Linked DNA regions of Mus musculus: regions 1, 3 and 4 are each linked to region 2. Evidence: chromatin contacts called from public ChIA-PET and HiChIP or PLAC-seq data. All regions are on one chromosome and are shown on one strand. Each heading gives the region's core, a stretch centred on a gene start, on an enhancer-like site or on the middle of the called end of the contact. The rest is flanking DNA. Distances are from core to core; before and after follow the strand shown.

Evidence for each region. ChIA-PET counts read pairs in DNA pulled down with a chosen protein or histone mark. HiChIP or PLAC-seq counts read pairs in DNA pulled down with a chosen protein or histone mark.
Region 1: a BATF HiChIP or PLAC-seq map of CD8 T cells shows a contact between it and region 2, with 9 read pairs. The contact joins two enhancer-like sites. A contact is called at or near these places in 1 of 39 promoter capture datasets (liver), 1 of 484 Hi-C or Micro-C datasets (liver) and 3 of 115 datasets of contacts at active chromatin or transcription factors (CD8 T cells, memory CD8 T cells and stem cell-derived neural progenitor cells).
Region 3: a BATF HiChIP or PLAC-seq map of CD8 T cells shows a contact between it and region 2, with 6 read pairs. The contact joins two enhancer-like sites. A contact is called at or near these places in 3 of 115 datasets of contacts at active chromatin or transcription factors (CD8 T cells, T-cell acute lymphoblastic leukemia and memory CD8 T cells).
Region 4: an RNA polymerase II ChIA-PET map of effector CD8 T cells shows a contact between it and region 2, with 8 read pairs. The contact joins two enhancer-like sites. A contact is called at or near these places in 1 of 484 Hi-C or Micro-C datasets (liver) and 3 of 115 datasets of contacts at active chromatin or transcription factors (CD8 T cells, effector CD8 T cells and memory CD8 T cells).

The regions. Positions count from the first base shown.
Region 1 is chr12:25,393,069-25,395,768 of GRCm38.p6, forward strand. It overlaps Gm36723 (a long non-coding RNA gene), which reads left to right. Exons shown (of 12, transcript XR_001780577.2): 5 at 327-444; 6 at 1,686-1,759. Among named protein-coding and RNA genes, the nearest start is that of Gm36723, 39 kb to the left of the region's middle. Within about 2 kb of position 1,438, at least 28 of the 459 cell types and tissues checked have an H3K27ac peak or open chromatin away from gene starts, as enhancers often do. A contact at or near this core is called in CD8 T cells and memory CD8 T cells, where this site is marked.
Region 2 is chr12:25,783,350-25,786,049 of GRCm38.p6, forward strand. No RefSeq gene overlaps it. Among named protein-coding and RNA genes, the nearest start is that of Gm29835, 190 kb to the right of the region's middle. Within about 2 kb of position 1,377, at least 29 of the 459 cell types and tissues checked have an H3K27ac peak or open chromatin away from gene starts, as enhancers often do. A contact at or near this core is called in CD8 T cells, T-cell acute lymphoblastic leukemia, effector CD8 T cells and 1 more, where this site is marked.
Region 3 is chr12:25,358,839-25,361,538 of GRCm38.p6, forward strand. All of the region lies in intron 1 of Gm36723 (a long non-coding RNA gene), which reads left to right. Among named protein-coding and RNA genes, the nearest start is that of Gm36723, 4.3 kb to the left of the region's middle. Within about 2 kb of position 1,318, at least 30 of the 459 cell types and tissues checked have an H3K27ac peak or open chromatin away from gene starts, as enhancers often do. A contact at or near this core is called in CD8 T cells and T-cell acute lymphoblastic leukemia, where this site is marked.
Region 4 is chr12:25,429,769-25,432,468 of GRCm38.p6, forward strand. All of the region lies in intron 9 of Gm36723 (a long non-coding RNA gene), which reads left to right. Among named protein-coding and RNA genes, the nearest start is that of Gm36886, 44 kb to the right of the region's middle. Within about 2 kb of position 1,378, at least 46 of the 459 cell types and tissues checked have an H3K27ac peak or open chromatin away from gene starts, as enhancers often do. A contact at or near this core is called in CD8 T cells and effector CD8 T cells, where this site is marked.

The DNA of each region.
Region 1 (2,700 bases), core at 188-2,687, 390 kb before region 2:
TCTCTGTTAAGGATTGAGAAAAATCTAGGGTGTTCTACATTTGTGACAGCTTCAGCCACAAGGAAATCTGAGGCTGAACAGATTAAAGTGTTCCTTCCCACCATTGGCACAGGGAGCCTGCTATTTGTGTCAATCAAGCAGTGACATCATTTGGATGCCATAGTTCTGTTTGGACTCTATGCTATGATGTAGCAGATCCCAGTGGTACTCAGGATATGTAAACTAGGGAAGGACAACTTAGTGTTAGTTACCTTTTTTCAGCACTGTGACAACACACTGAAAAATAAGAAATGAAGGTTTTTGTTTTTCATTTTTATTTTTCACAGTGTTAACTTACAGTCTGCCATGGCAGGAAAGTCATTACAGTTGGAACTAGAGGCATTCAGCCACATTGGATCTGCCATTAGGAAGCAAACTGAGATGAATGTGGCTTTCTCCTTTCTGGTAAGTCAGAGACATCAGCCTGGCGAATAGCTGGACACTTTTAGGGTGGCTCACCCCATTTCAATTAAATTAGAAACTCTTTTACAGACGTTTCCAGAGGTTTGTCTCCTAGATGGTTCTAGCTTCTGTTAATCTGTCAACCAATATTAACTATGACGAGCACCAAAGGGAGCTGCGGCCAGGCCTGAAGAGCCTCAGTGAATGGCTTGCTTTCCTGAGAAAGGCCAATCATCAGTGCCTGCCCCATGAGAGGAGTGGCCCCTTCCATGCTTTTTGGCCATGTCAGTCATGCAGCATGTTACTTTGGGATATTAAATAGCACATGTCCAGGCTGGCTTCTGTCAGAATCACTAACTTGAAAGATTGGGAGGGTCCACCACAAAGAGAAGTAGACTGGACTCTAAGATTGGACACAAGCAAAGTCAGAGAGAACAGGGAAGTTTCACAAACACTAGGCCCGTCCTCCCTCATGTCACCCACTCGTGTTCTGGTATTTCCTCATCAGCTCTTCCCCGTGATCTTCTATGGAGATGATGGATTGATTCACTTGTCCATGAAGACATTGACTGCAGGCAGTGTTTCCCAGGGGCTGTCTTGAAGGACAGCAACTAGGAGAGACCCTCTGGGGACATGTGCCTGGAGGAGGGCATTTGGCCATCTCTTTTGTAGGAGAAACAAAGTACCTTACGCTGAAGTTCTATGTATGTGGTGTTTGTAGCAAAACTACTGTCAGTGTAATCTTCTGCAGAGAAAACATCATAGAATACAGAAGGCAAAGCTAGCTCGGGAAAGATTCCTGGAACTGAGTAGAGTGTGAAGACCCATGTGCCACACCGCACCTCCTCTGTAGAAGTGCCAGTAAGCCATTAAGAAAACAGGATGGCTTTGGTATTGACACCATTTTATCTGTCATCAGCCACCTAGCACAGGTCTGGGTGTCACAGTGGCAGAGAGGAAGTGAGTTTTGAACATGAAAATGACACCACAGGTTGATGTGTTTAAGTGCTTGGTCCCCAGCTAGTGGCACATTTTGGAAAAGTGGCCCCTGAGGTTAACATCTCTGCCCTGCTTCCTGCTCACCATTTGTTTCCTGCTTCACTGAGATATGAACCAGCACCCTGACACTCTCGAAGCATAGCCTATGGCCTCCCCTGCCGTTATCCCACCATGGCAGTAAAGGATCTGTCCTTCTTGTCTTATACCATGAACAAACATATATCATTCTTCCTTTGTATTTTCAGGTTTTTGGTCACAGCAGAAAGAAAGTAACATAAGAATGTTAACCAAGAGTCAGACAATGGGTGTAGACCACTAGGTAAGTGTTCTGGACTAGTGGTAGGTAGTGCAAGCTGAAAGAGGAGGAATCTTTGTGTGTGTGATTGGATACACACACACACACACACACACACACACATTCAAGTGTCTACAATGTGTGTGGAGAACAGAAGATAAGCCTAGGTGTCATTCCTTACTGCCATTATCCATCTTATATTTTGAGACAGAATTTCTCATTGGCCTGTAGCTGGTGTTTGCTCCTTTGTGGGTTCTTCCTTCCATCCTTCTCCATCCTTTCCCCACCCTTTCAACCCCCTAACACTAGATAGGAGAGGAAAAGTAGGGGGTCAAGGGGGTTTATGTTTTTATTGGTTATTTTATTTATTTGCATTTCAAATATTATCCCCCTTCCTGGTTTCCCCTCTGCATATCCCTTGTCCCCTCCCCCTACTTCTATGAGGGTGCTCTTCCACCCACCCAACCCACCCACTCCTACCTCACTGCCCTAGCATTCCCCTATGCTTGGGCATTGAGCCTTCACAGGTCCAAGCTCCTCCCTTCCTATTGATGCCAGATAAAGCCATCCTCCCCTACATAAGCAGCTGGAGCCATGGGCCCCTTCATGTATACTCTTTGGCTGGTGATTTAGTCCCTGGGAGCTCTGGGTGGGGTCTGCTTGGTTGATATTGTTGTTCTTCCTATGGGGTTGCAAACCCCTTCAGCTCCTTCAATCCTTCCTCTAGCTCCTCCATCAGGGTCCCCATTGCTAAGTCTGATGGTTGGCTGCAAGCATCTGCATCTGTATTGGTCAGGCTCTGGCAGAGCCTCTTAGGAGGCAACAATACCAGGCTCCTGTCAGCAAGTATTTCTTGGCATCAGCAATAGTGTCTGGGTTTGGTGGCTGCATATGGGATGGATCCCCAGGTGGGGCAGTCTCTGGGTGGCCTTTCCTTCGATCTCTGCTCCACTTTTTGTCCCTGT
Region 2 (2,700 bases), core at 127-2,626:
AAAATTTTTTTTCTTGATGATTTAAGAAAGTGAATGATTGGGAATCAAATTTGGGATTCCAGGGGGTTCCAAACAGCCTAGACGATTGTCTGACATTGTTCTCTCACAGCTTGAAACAATTTGACAATTGCCTAACTTTAAAATGGGATTAGCTTGCATTCCTATGAACAGATTGTCATGCATTTTGGTAAGTAAGTAGAGGTTGGAGACACACGTGATCACGTGGAATGAGGGTGGGGGGAAGAAGCATGTGTAAAAAGAGGTTTAAACACCAGCCACGGAGTGCTTCTGCTGCACCTGGGGAGAGGGTCGCAATGCCTGCCGAGAAATGCCTCCTTAATTTGCAACAGCCTGTCTCTGCTTCCTCTCCCTCTGGCTTCCTCTCTCCTACTCCTTACTCTTCCCCTGAAGGTGGTTACCTTAAAACTATAGCTATCTGGTTGAGTCAATTGGATTTTAATAGCAAGATTTCATAAATTAAATATATTTCAAGACGGCTGTTTGAATGTGTTCTTAGAGGCCTATGGTACCCATCTTTCTGGCACTTCAACGTATTTTTAAATAGCCTATTATAGTGGTAGTTTAGCAGGTCCTGGAGTGCTCTTCCTCTGCTTTGGTATACGCTGACATGTCACGAGTACAAGAATCCACACAGAAGCTCACAAGGCCCAAGAGGCTCTGTCACCTGTAATTGCAGCATCCATTCACAGGGCAGCAGGGAAAGACACTGGGCATTTGGCTCCCTACAGCGAGCTGCACTAGGATCCAGAGGGCTGAAATCATTGCTATGCTATTCTTGACTCCTCCCTGGTCCATGGGAACATAGATCTGAAGACATTAAGTAAATGCACACATCTAAATGTTCTACTTGGTAGAGTTATGTTTTAGCATTCTTCATTTCCATTATTCAGTTGAGGTTTTCCCCAACATAAGTAGGACCTGAAGATTGTACTGGCAACTGATTCATTCTCACGCCAGAAACAAAGAGGGAAGCAGTTACAGATGGGGGTTGGGGAGAGGAACAGCCTGGGAAAACCGACTTGCTCCAACAGCCAGTGACAGGTAACACGTAGAACATGTAGTCAGAAAGACCACAGGGAGTCAAAACCTCTACTCCCTACACAACAGACCTGTTCTAGTTTCTCAGCCATGGTTTATTCGAGATACCACAAAAAACAAGGTGTTGCTACAAGAATGACTTCAAATGACTCACATCACGTGGCCAGCACATCATGCCTATTTAGTAACCTTTGGTTTCTTTCTGTTATTTTTTTTTCCACTGCAGCTTCTGTTTTTGAGATCAGGGCATGAGGACACAAGAGAAAGACCACAGGCATACTTCTTCTGGCTAGAGCAACCAATGGGCTTAAGCTCCAAGCTTCCCCTCACCAGGAGCTGAGTGTGTGAACTTCCTGGGCTTCAGTTTCCCCAGCTGTAAAGTCTGGTCTGTATCGGTGAGCTCTGCTTAAGCCTTCGGAAGCTCACCCTCCTTATCAAGTGATTATAGGTATTCGCTTTTTGCCTATAGCGCTGCTGCTGCCTCTGCTTTCTCTGTGTATGCCGTGAGGATGGTGAAAGTGTTCACATACCGTGGTTCCCGGCACAGAGTCCCCTCTCCAATCATTCCCATGGCTACCCTTGGTGTAGCCATGTATCTTGGCTGTAAAGCTTGCTCTGCCCTTGGGGGCCTCAGTGTGGATTCTTGTATTTGTGACACATCAGACTAGAGCCATTAGCCAGGGCAAAGGAAGACCAGAGGAGGAACTGCTGAGCTGTGAGCAATGGGCTATTGTAAATATATAAATTAAATGGCCCTCATTACTGGAAGCTTATGCCATTTCTCTTGGTATAGGAAGGTTCCTGGATACCTTTAGAGTTACCTCCTCCACAGAGTCCACGATAGAACTCCATCAAGAGCACAGCTCTGCCCATCTCTGCAGTAATTCCATGCATGTTATATTTACTGTTGATGTGTGCGTGTAATATGTAATACATTCAAGTCAAAAGCACTCTGAGAGACAACCTGTCTACTCCTTCATTTTATAACCATTAAGTGAAGCAATGATTCATCTGAAAATCACAATATCAGAGCTCCCCAAACCCCACCTGCACTATTCTTTCCAGAACATCGTAGGAGGCATCTCAGTGAATGCAGACTATAAACTGAGATTCGGAAGACTGGAGGCAAATCTGGTCCATACCGATGCACTCTGCCTCCAGATTGCTTAAGCCTTCGGAAGCTCACCCTCTTTATCAAGTGAATATAGGTATTAACTTTTTGCCTATAGCGCTGCTGTGAGGATTAAACAAGGTGCTGTGTGTGACAGCACCTGGCTCCAGGCAGGTGCTTACTGAACGTTAGTTAGTTTCTTCCCCATCGCAATAGAACTTGCATATTTATTGGTGCTTGGAAACAGGAGAGAAACCGGAATGAACAAAGACTTCTGAGGGTACAGCTGGCCCAGCGCCTGTACTAGGAGGTGTACACAGGTGAGTGCCTTTAGGCATCGACCTGGACCAGATACTGAGCACCAGAGCAAGAGAGCAATGGGATCTTTCTTTTCTGGGAACACAAATTAACCGGCCAGGATGCTGTGGGCAATAGAAAGAAGGTTGTGAAACCCACAGGTGGCCCGGAGCATGGCACTGACCAGAGTCAATGTCAAGGCTGTTTTCCTCTGGGCTATACTCGTTGCCAGG
Region 3 (2,700 bases), core at 68-2,567, 420 kb before region 2:
AACGGGGGCAAAATGTGTTTTGAAAACTAGAAATGGGTTTTGGGGCTCACCAGAACGCATAAATTCACTGAGATGAAAGGCCCTATGGGTGATAAAAATGTCTCATTTAAGAAATTAAACGATCCTGTCATTTGTAACAGGAATTAATAGCACTTTAAAGCGGACTGAGCGCAAGGCGATCCGGGTGAGTCACAGTGGCCTTCCACATTTGCAGTGTCCCTCAGATAATTATTAATTAACATGACATCAATTGTCTCAGTGCAGCATCATGGTGCAGACTCAGACACACTAATGGAAGGCACTTCTTATCGAGGCTTCCTGTCCTTTCGTAAAATTAAAATGCTAAACTAATTAAAACCAAAGGTACTTTAAAAAACAGTTTGCTTCCAAACAGATTTTTAATATATGCCAAGCTGAGTGGGAACCTAGAGCTATTTTTTTTTAAAGTGAGGATCAGAAATCTATTTAAAAAGGAATTTTGAATATATGTCCCAACAGCCCCCTCTACCTCCACATAGCCAATATGGCATTGGTGTTGATTTCACTAAGGGCAGAAGTTGGAATAGGGTTGTTGGTTTCTCAGGAGCACTGGCCAAATAATTGAAATGTAGGTGATTATTTCTATATCACTTAAAATAGTTCCCTGCATGGCTTTGGTGTGAATTTCTCTTTCTGCTCTTGAGTGAGTCCCTGAGCAATCTGCTGCTAGGCTGTTTCACCCCTGATTATCCTGGAGATTTTTGTGTGTTCTTTCATGTTTGACTCTGAAGATGTTTTGAATATGCCCAATGTGGTCTCTTACTCAGAATGTTTTTGTAGTTTCAATCCCTCTGGCATGTTCTTTCTATAAACTGTCACATAGCTTGTTCTTTCTCACTTTTCTGGATCTAGACCACCCTGTGAATGGAATTCTACACTAAGCCTAGAATGCTTGGTGAGCTCTTAGAGGGTGTGCGTTGCTCCCTCATTACAGCTTGAGTGTACTTCTCTAGTAGTTGACTCTTCAACTAGAAGGCTAGCATCCTGAGGGCAGGGACCACTTTGCCTGCTTAGCTCTGAAGCCCCCCACCCCACCCCTGTCATGACGTCCAACATTTGTCAAAAAGAGGAAAATGCTTAATCCATCTGCAGTGACAAGAGATATTTCCAGAAAGACTGGCCAAGAAAGAGACAAAGATGTTTTAAAGAAGTTGCTGGTACCTCATTGTGAGACCTTGAAGACATTTAGATAAAAGGATGTGGGCAGGATGTGGGAAACACAGAATATGCTCAGCTAATCTCTGGATCAAAGAGAGAAAAGGAGAAAGAATGATGACATTAAAATAATTGGGTGGATCACAGCGCGGGTGCGGCAAGTGCTCCACGGTAGGAACCGGAGGCTGAGGGGGTTTTCAAGATGAATCATCTTTTTCTTTTCCCCTCTGTCTCCCTTTTGTAGGCCCAATTTGTTTTCTTTCTAGGTTTAGAAATATTCAAGAAATGCTTGTTAGGTAGTTGTTAGGGAGTCCCAGTCTTCTCTCCTCTCTTTGGCACCGATAATATTGACTCATGGTGGGAGGGTCACCAGCATGAATACCTGGTTCATTTACAAACTTTCAATCTCTCTGATATAACTTCACTTGCATTCAAGCTTGCTCTCTCTCTATGTTGAAGAGCTTCTAGTACCCAAGAGTTTATCTAAAGATGAACTGTTGGCCTTTTTCTCCTGTGGAATCTGCTGGACACTAGTCAGGGTCTTGTTTGCTTTTCTAGTTTCTGTGATGCACAATCAGGAAGCAGAGAGACCCTAGCACAGGGAATGGTGCCACCCACAATGGGCAACTTTTCCCACCTCAATGAGCCCAATCAAGATGCTACTCCTCAGGTATTTGAAAAGATCCATCACCCAGGTATTTCTCGATCTCACTAAAGTGACAACTGAGATGAGTCATCACAACCAGGGAAATGTTCATCTTAAGGTATTGGCAACATGCTCTGATAGTAGTTTATATTTTAGGATTTTGAGTGCCCTTTGTCCTCTTATGGCTAAACTGCTTCGTATTTATTCTGAAATGAAACTAGGTTTGCTAGTTTATAAAGAGGTCTAAGCTAGCAACAGGCAGCACATGTGGACATAAAATATGTTGAAATAAGATTTGGCAATTGGCCAGGTATGGTGGAACATGCCTATAATCCCCAGTACTTGGAAGGCTGATGCAGGAGGATTGTGAGTTTAAAGCCAACCTACCTACCTAGTGAGGCCTTATTTTACAAAATAGGAGGTAGGGAGTGGATGTATGGGAGAGGACTGGCAAATGGAAGAGTTCAATATGGTATCTATTAATCATCCCCACCACCATCCTCACCAATGCTACCATCATTACCATCACTGATATATTCATGACCCTCCTCCTCCTCAGCACCACCATCATCACCATCATCCTAATCACAACCATCATCCTCATCATGCTGTGGGTAAATAAAACATGTGAAGGAGAAGGAACACCAGAATGCTTCCCTTGTAACTTTTCATTAGCCTTGGGAGACCATAGCAACCATTTTAATTTTCCTCTGCTGTGGCCTTAATATAATTGAGAGAGAAGTCAATTTAAATCAGACAATCTATCCAGCTATATATGTATATATTCTGTATATGATATCTGTATCTAGCAGACAATTCCACAAATATGTTTTGATGGTATCTGCATCCCAGGACCATGT
Region 4 (2,700 bases), core at 128-2,627, 350 kb before region 2:
AGACACCTCCACTGACATCTCATAGGACACAAGAGTGTCTGGTGGGCTGCACTTCGCTTAGAGGAGTGGGTCAGAGGAGAGAGGGTGGGTGTGTTCTATGGAGCCGAATACTTGACAGCGCCTTCTAAAAATTCCCAGAGGTTGGGGTCCAGAGAAGAGCACTCAGTGCCTTTTCTATCTCAGCAGTTAAAGTCAAATCCTTTTTATTCCATCACCCTGTTCTTGGACTTGTCCATAAGATTTTAGTTTGTTAACTTCCTGGTCTAGAATATCCTCCAAGGGTAGGATAGATAAACCACCTTATGATGCCCTGTGACTTGCCTGCTGCTTCGATCTGGCCTACACAATCTGTCTCCATGGAACAATAGATATCGATCAGTACACTTGAACTACCTGATACAGAGTATCTGCATATCTCCATAGATACTAGGTGTCTTAGGGTTTCTGTTGTCAATATAGTGGGAACATGGCAACACATAGGCAGACATGATGCCGAAAATATTACAGAGTTCTACATCTGGATTGGCAGGTCACAGGAAGAGACCATCCTACTAGGGCTGACTTGAGCATTTGAGATCTCAAAGCCCACCTCAGTGAAGTGCTTTCTCCAATAAGGTCACACTTAACTCTAACAAGGCCACACCTCCTAATTTAGTGTCATTCCCTATGTGTCTATAGAGTCCATTTCCTTTCAAACCGCCATACAAGGTATGATGATTAGTGTTACTTGTGAACTTGACAGAATCAAGACCAGCTGAGAGATGGGTTTCTGGATATGTTGGTTGGGGACTGATGTGGATCATTCCTTGGCTGGGACCCTGGACTGTGGAAAAAGGGCACACGGATCACTTATGCAGTTCTTCTTCTGACTGGGGCCATAATGTCTTTTTAGCTTCTGCTGCCTTGACTTCCAAACTGTGGTAGACTGTGTCTCAAAGGGTGAGCTGACATAAATCCTTCCTCTCTTAATTTGCTCTTGTCGGGGCATTTTTTCCCCCAGCAATAGGAAAAGAAACGAAGACAGTGGGAAACAGAAGTTGTAGTGTGGCCTGTCCTGACTGAGAACATCCAGTGTTCATTGAACAGTGGCAGAAGGATACTTCCTGAGATGAAGGCTCTCTTCTCACGTCAAGGGCTGCAGAAAGTGAGGGAGAGTTCAGAAGCTCCACCTGTGCTGGTGGCTGGGTTGGGGGAGCGTGAGAGTTGGCCTTAGGTGTGAAGCTGTACTGTGGAGAACTGCAGTGGAACAGAGTTGGACCTGCAGAGAGGTGCAAAGGGCTCTTCGCTTCATGCATGCAGAGTGCTTACACAGGAGGAAGCAAAGAGCTGCTATTTTAAAGGAGAGCTGCAGTTTGCACTTGCGGCTTTAGGCTTTAGAGCTGTGGTTCTTGGTCAGCCACATCCTTGTATGCAAGTCTCTGAACTCCCCATACAGCAGCTGTAGCACAGTGGGCCAAGGGAAGAATCCAGGAGGTGATTCTGATGCAACAGCTTCTATAGAAATTAGTTCCTAGAGCCTTGCGAGGACACACTGCCTCTTTCTTCAGAGCAGCCTAGGAATCTCCTCTCAGGCTGTGAGTTCAGGGCAAGATTTGGGGGACTGTTCTGAGACACTGAAGCCAAAGGATACCAGCATTTTGTAGGAAAGGAAATAGGAAGAGCAGGTCATTTGGATGTAGTAATAACAAACCCAGGGAGTGAAGATTTCAGTCAAGAATTATAGCAGCTGGGTTAAGAGTCTATTGAGAGATCTGTCTATCCCTGCAGTCTAGGCAACTCTTAGATCAGTGCTTCTCAATCTATGGAACACAATCCCCACACGGGTTACATATCAGACATCCTGCATGTCAGATATTTACATTGTGATTTATAACAGCAGCAAAGTTACAGTTATAAAGTAGTAATGAAATAATTTTATGCTTGGGGGGTCACCACAACATGAAGAACTTTATTTAAAAGGGTTGCAGCATTAGGAAGGTTGAGGACACTGCCTTAGATCATCAGTACTATCCTTAGTATGGGGTTACTGATCAATCTCTGATTCTAGGAAGTAGCTCTGTTCTTTTATACCCTGCCCTTCAGTCAAAGCACCGGATCTGAGATATTTGGGAGTATTCATAGTCTGGAGTCCTGCCTACATTGGAGTAGAGTGGCAAGAAAGACAGATGTGTTGGTGGTTTCATTTTCTTGAGACAAGAATAGGATGATAGGACTGTAGACTAGGTGGTTGAAAGCAACATAAATGTGTTCTGTCATAGCTTTGAAAGACAGGACTTCAAAAATGGCGTGGCAGCAGAGTTACACATTGAAAGGTTAGGGAGGATCCTTCCAAGTCTCTTCCAGCTCCCAGTGTTGTCTGGCTATGATTGACAGTCTTCTCTGCCAACTTCAGTACACTTATAATCACCATGGAGACACATCTTTGTGTGTGTGTGTCTGAGGGAGTTTCCAGAGGGGTTTAGATTATAGAGAGGAAAACCCATCTGGAATGTGGGTGGCATCAGCCCATACTACAGGGTTTGGGACTGAATGAAATGGGGAAATAGAACAAGGTGAAGTGATACCACCATCTATATCTTTGTTTCATCACTATTGATATAACGGGACCAGCAACATTATATTCTAGCTCCCACGATTTTCTTACCATGATGGACCATGCCCTCGAACTGTGAGACAAAGTAAACTACTCTTCCTTCATTT